Regions from separate parts of the Gossypium arboreum genome. Here region 2 is linked to region 1. The links are chromatin contacts, called in public Hi-C maps. All regions are on one chromosome and are shown on one strand. The core of a region is the stretch at or near the end of the contact, and the rest is flanking DNA. Distances in the headings are between cores, read along the strand shown.

Region 1 (3,003 bases), core at 231-2,730:
CTCTCTCACTCCGCTTCTTCTCCGTCTCCATTGCCGCCGATAACCGCAACTGCAACCATCGCCTCCGGCACTCTTCTTCTTCTTTGAAACTCGACAATCCCATCTTCACTTGCCGCGCCTCACGTGACTCTCACGAGATCGATGGTTGTGGTTGCGGTTATCGGCGGCGATGGAGACGGAGAAGAAGCGGAGTGAGAGAGATGGTGGTGGCCGGGAAAGAAACTGAGATGTCTTGAAAGAAAAAACTGGTTCAGAGGTGGAGCTCGAAAACACAGCCATTGAGGTTTGTAGGAGCATTAATATTTATTATTTTCTAATTTTCTGTCACTTCCTCAAGAAATTTTGATGAGAAAAGCAGCGAGTTTTGGCTTCAAAGAAGAACGGCACTGCCACTTCCCTTCCCTTCCCCAGCCTGTCCTTCCTTTGGGTTTCATTTTATATTTTCACTTCTTTTTCTAATTATTTAATAAAAAATTAATTTAGTTATGCAAGACTGATTATTTTAGTTTAATTTTAATTTTATATCTTGTAATAATATTCATATAATTATATTTTCGTTATGCATCAAATTTGATCATTTTACCAATAAGGCCCATTTTTTAACTCTATTTACAGAAATAGATCAATTTTTTTCATTATTTACCAGAAAGGGTCGAAAAATACAAATTGCGTCCTTGGGGGAGTTATTTTGCCATGTTAGCACAAAATGTGCTGACGTGGCAAAATCGTTCTCTAGGGACATATTTTAGCCCATGTTTTAATTTTAATATTGAGTAAATTAGTACCTCTAACAAAATTTGAAGCAATTTAATCCTTGTCATATTTGAAAGTGAACAACTAAAAATAATTAATCACAAAGTTAATGCTTGCCATTAAATATCATTAGTATAATAATAAATTTAGTACTTAATATTTATATATTTAGTGTAAATATTGATAGAATGTGTAAATGTTGCCAGCTAAATTTATTAAATGATGACCAAACTAATAAAATGTGTAAATATTGTGAACTAAATTTATTAAATCAAAACTAAAATGAGAAAATGTGTAAATTTAGAGAACTAAATTAATTATTAAATCTATAATGGATGAAAAATATTGATATTGTAATTGCCTTCCATTAAATGCTCACAAGAATAAATTACTATAATTGCAGCATAGAAGTCCTTTTTCCAATAATATTAGATCACAATAACTAAAAGATGGCTCGATTTGTAGCCCACAGTTCATGAGGATGCGTGCAGTCTGCTTAAAAGCCCAAAGTCCAAAGCACAATTTGGAGAACACAGGCAAAGGGTTTTAGGTTTTAAGGTTCTTCTCTGCCTTTCTGATCGACGCTACTCTCTCCATCTCTGCTTCGAGTTAGGCTCATTTTGAGGCTTCTCTCGTTTTAAAAATAGAAACAACTTCAGACCGTGCCTAACAGCCTTTGTTCGCTCTTTGACGACGAAATTACCCTTTGAGTATCGACTCCAGCCACCATCCGTTTCTTCCAACTTCTTCTCCAGGTCACTTCAACCTTTTACTTTTCCTGTTCTTCTACTCTTATCACTCTGAATTCATGTATATAAGATACGTGTTTCCAGAAGTTCTCTTTTTTTTTTGGGGGGGGGGGGTTCTATGCTAAATTTGTTCTATTGGGTACTACAGTTTGTGATGAATATGTCTTGAATTATGCCTTTCTTTTTTGTTATTATTTAAGTTGGAGTTGGTTAGTTTAGCTTTGGGGATTACTCGTTTATGTTATTGATTGATTCTGACGTCTTCAAGTAAGAAAATTTGATCCCATTGAACATAAATCTTAGAAATGTAATGCTGTTTTTATGTCTAGTATAATTTCTTTATGTTGGGAATTTTTCAGTTTTTGCACTTCAAACATAAATCAGTTCTCATTGCTATTATTTTCGAATAAATTATTTTTTTTCTAAACATTTTTATATATTTCCCGTTCTGGTTATTCTTTATTTTGCCTATTTTAGTCGTTTTATTTATTCCGATTGGTCCTTCTCGGTTCTAACTTAGACAGTTTTGTTTCTTGCTTTGTTTGTTTGAACTTTTATTTATTTTCTATGCTTTTTTCTGGGATATTTATGTTGTTATTTTTGTCTTTAGTACCATATTTGTGCCTACCTCAAGGTTAGCTGAAACTTAAATTATACTTTGTCTTAGGCTTATGTTGTAATGTTGTTGAAGTTCTTTTGGTATGTTATGTTGTATGCAATGGTTCGAAATTGTGATCAAATTGTGTAACACTTCTTAGGTAATGCTATTCTTCTTTGGAGCCAAAACTCACTGCGTCTCTCATCAAAATTTCTTGGGGAAGTGACAGAAAATTAGAAAATAAAAAACATTATGCTCCCACTAACCTCAATGGCTGTGTTTCCGAACTCTACCTCTGAACCAGTTTTTTCTTTCAAGCCATCTCAGTTTCTTTCCCGACCACCACCATCTCTCTCACTCCGCTTCTTCTCCGTCTCCATCGCTGCTGATAACCGCAACCCTAGTCATCGCCTCTGGCACTCTTCTTCTTCTTCCTCGAAACTCTACAATCCCATCTTCGCTTGCCGCGCCTCACATGACTCTCACGAGATCAACTCCTCTCGCAGGTTTTATATTCTTCTGGCAATTAATTTATTACCCTTTTTCTTGCTTTTATATGTTTCCAACGAAAACAAAAGAATAAAAAATTTGGGTCTTTTTTGTTATCGTGAATTATTTACTTTCAAATGGTTTTTTTTTTCTTTTTTGTAGGAAGGATGATGATTCTCCAGTTCATGGTCTATCCGAAAAGATAGTTGGTGTATTAGGAGGAGGGCAATTGGGTCGTATGTTATGCCAAGCGGCTTCCAAGATGGCCATTAAAGTTATGGTTTTGGACCCTTCAGAGAATTGCCCAGCCAGTGCCCTTGCTTATGATCACATGGTTGGGAGCTTTGATGACAGTGCTACTGTTGAAGAATTTGCTAAAAGGTCCAATTTTGATACTTAAATTATTTCTTTTAT
Region 2 (3,003 bases), core at 220-2,719, 410 kb after region 1:
TCGCTTGATCAAATCTTACCGGACGATCAAATTTAAGAATAAAATTAAGGAATATACATAGGAAAAAAAATACATATACTGTTCTTATTCTTTATCCCTTTCTTTGTTTCTAGTGAAGTTCTTCAAAATATCAAATGAAATTTACTTTTTGAAATTTCACCGTAAATCCGATAATAAAACGTAAGTACACAAATAGTTGACATTATAAGATATATTTTAAATCTTTCTTGGAAGTTAAGTAAATTATATATATTTTAATAAAAAAGTACTATAATAAAAATAAGATTATTTTAGCATGTGTTTGATACAAGTGACACATTTAAAAAAAAATCTCAACAATTAAGTATTATACAATACTAGTGATTAAAAAAAAATCTAAAAATAATGATTTTATTATGTGACTGGGGAAGAAAGGGTGTCTAGGTTCTCTTAACATAGAACTTTGGTCTTTGTGGGGGTCCCTTACTTTTTTAAGCTCCTTTCATTTCTTTTTTTCTTTTTGGGGTTGTGTTTTTCTTGGTTGTTGCTAGTATTTTCTTTAATTAACTTTAAGACAAGTCCTCTCTCTTACTGTGTCCTTGTCCTTCAAGTCGGTTTTTCTAAACATTTCTTTCAATCTAAAGTGCCGAGAGAGAGATTTTATTTTTTCAGTCTTAAAACCATCTGCTAAGGGGTTTCTCTAAACAAGACCTTTTTTTTAGAGTGTTCATTTTTTTGATCTTGCTGAAAAAGAAAAAGAAAAAGTAAAAAAAAAAAAGGTGGGGTATTTGATATTTTCTTGATTGGATTTGGGGAAAAGTGCAGATTTGGTAAAATGGGTAGTGGTTATTTTCACTTGGGAAGTTGAAAGCTATATATATAATATTGGTGTTGATTGAGATTGGTAGTGCTTTTTTTTCTGCCAAAGGTTTGTTCTTTTTAACTTTGCTCTTTGATTCTTTTTCCTTGTTATTTCCATCTTGCTTTTGAGAGAGGTTAACAAAAAGGTTGACCTTTGATTCTTGTTGTTGGTTCCCTCGAAGTTTTTGTTATTCAATTGAAGAAAGTCGCAAGTGTATAAAAAGATCATCTTTTTTTTTTCTCGATTTCTTTCTTCTTTTTCCTTGTGGCTATATAATAAAATCTTGGAGGACTTTCAATAACTACTTCTTGATCGTAGGGGCTGAACAGAAAGGAAATTCTTGAGTTTAGAGCAGGTGGGGGTGTTTTAGATCTTGAAATCTAGGAAAATGATGTTACTTGCTTACATAGAAGAAGCTGTGTAGTTTTAGATCTTGGATTGTGGCATATGGGATTTTATTGTGTTTGCAAAGGAATTGGCTTCAGGAAATGAGTACTAAAGCTTTAAGTTGTAGTTAAAGGAGTTGCCTTTACTATATTTGGTTGAGTACTAAATTTTATATATTGGGGGTGTGGGAAGTTTGACATTTTCCTTGTATGGATTGAACTGGTAGTCACCTGAGGGGGCAATGTTAAGAGCAGTAGCTCTTGGCTTGTTGATTTCTCTTTTTGTGGTCTTGGTTTCTGGCACAGATAATGAGTTAGCGAGTTGTAATTGTGATGATGAGGGTCTTTGGAGTGTACATAGCATTTTAGAGTGCCAGAAGGTGAGTGATTTCTTCATTGCTGTGGCTTATTTTTCGATACCTATTGAACTGCTTTACTTCATTAGTTGTTCGAACGTCCCCTTCAAATGGGTCCTTGTTCAGTTCATAGCCTTTATAGTGCTTTGTGGATTGACTCATCTTCTCAATGGATGGACTTATTATGGTCCCCACTCATTCCAATTGATGCTGTCTCTCACCATTGCCAAATTGCTCACCGCCCTTGTCTCATGTGCCACTGCTATAACACTATTAACTCTGATACCTCTCTTGCTCAAAATAAAAGTGAGGGAGATTTTCTTGAGGCAAAATGTATTGGAGTTAGATCAAGAGGTGGACATGATGAAAAGGAAGAAGGAAGCCAGTTCTCATGTTCGTATGTTAACACAGGAAATCAGGAAATCCTTGGATAAGCATACCATATTGTACACCACTTTGGTTGAGCTTTCTAAGACCCTGGATTTGATCAACTGTGCCGTGTGGATGCCAAATGAGAATGGAACGCATATGAACTTGACTCATGAGTTGAAAGCAAGTTCTTCAAGGAGTAGTTTTCACCAGTCTATTCCGATGAGTGATCCTGATGTGAAGGAGATAAAGGGGAGTGAAGGAGTGAGAATCCTGAGACCAGACTCTGCACTTGGGCTAGCAAGTGGTACTGGATCAGAAGAGGCAGGTGCTGTTGCAGCAATCAGGATGCCAATGCTTCAAGGTTATAATTTTAAAGGGGGAACACCAGAATTGGTGGAGACTTGCTATGCCATTCTGGTATTGGTTCTTCCAAGCGCGAACTCAAGGAATTGGAGCTATCCAGAAATGGAGATTGTTGAAGTGGTTGCTGATCAGGTAGCTGTAGCTCTATCCCATGCTGCAGTTCTTGAAGAATCTCAACGAATGAGAGAAAAATTGAGTCAGCAAAATCATGTATTGCAGCAGGAAAGAAAGAATGCAATGATGGCCAGCCAAGCAAGGAACTCTTTTCAGAAAGTAATGAGTAATGGTATGAAGAGACCAATGCACTCAATTTTAGGCTTACTTTCAGTGTTTCAAGATGAGAACATGAACTTCAAGCAGAAGACTATTGTTGACACATTGGTTAAAACAAGCAGCGTCCTTTCAACTTTGATAAATGACGTGATGGAGATTTCAGCGAAAGATAATGGAAGGTTCCTGCTAGATATGAGGCCTTTTAGCTTACATTCCATGATTAAAGAAGCTTGTTGCCTTGCCAAATGTTTATCTGTCTATAAAGGCTTTGATTTTGAAGTTGGTGTTCAGAGCTCTTTGCCTGACCAAGTGATTGGTGATGAGAGGAGGACTTTTCAAGTGATTTTGCATATGGTTGGCTATCTACTGGACATCAATAGTGGAGGAGAAACGGTCTTATTCCGGGTTCTAC

Evidence for each region. A called contact is a pair of places that touch in the nucleus more often than the background predicts.
Region 2: a contact with region 1 is called in a Hi-C map of leaf, with 4 times the contacts expected there. The contact joins the promoter of LOC108473782 here to the enhancer-like site in region 1. A contact is called at or near these places in 2 of 5 Hi-C or Micro-C datasets (both in leaf).

What each region holds. Positions count from the first base shown.
Region 1 is chr11:116,249,496-116,252,498 of ASM2569848v2, forward strand. It overlaps LOC108473667 (phosphoribosylaminoimidazole carboxylase, chloroplastic-like), which reads left to right. Exons shown (of 19, transcript XM_017775361.2): 3 at 1,219-1,508; 4 at 2,261-2,606; 5 at 2,752-2,970. The coding sequence starts at 2,353. Among protein-coding and RNA genes, the nearest start is that of LOC108473667, 3.6 kb to the left of the region's middle. Within about 2 kb of position 1,481, at least 2 of the 2 cell types and tissues checked have an H3K27ac peak or open chromatin away from gene starts, as enhancers often do. A contact at or near this core is called in leaf, where this site is marked.
Region 2 is chr11:116,656,249-116,659,251 of ASM2569848v2, forward strand. LOC108473782 (protein EIN4) reads left to right here and starts at 1,470. Exons shown (of 2, transcript NM_001330038.1): 1 at 1,470-3,003. The coding sequence starts at 1,470.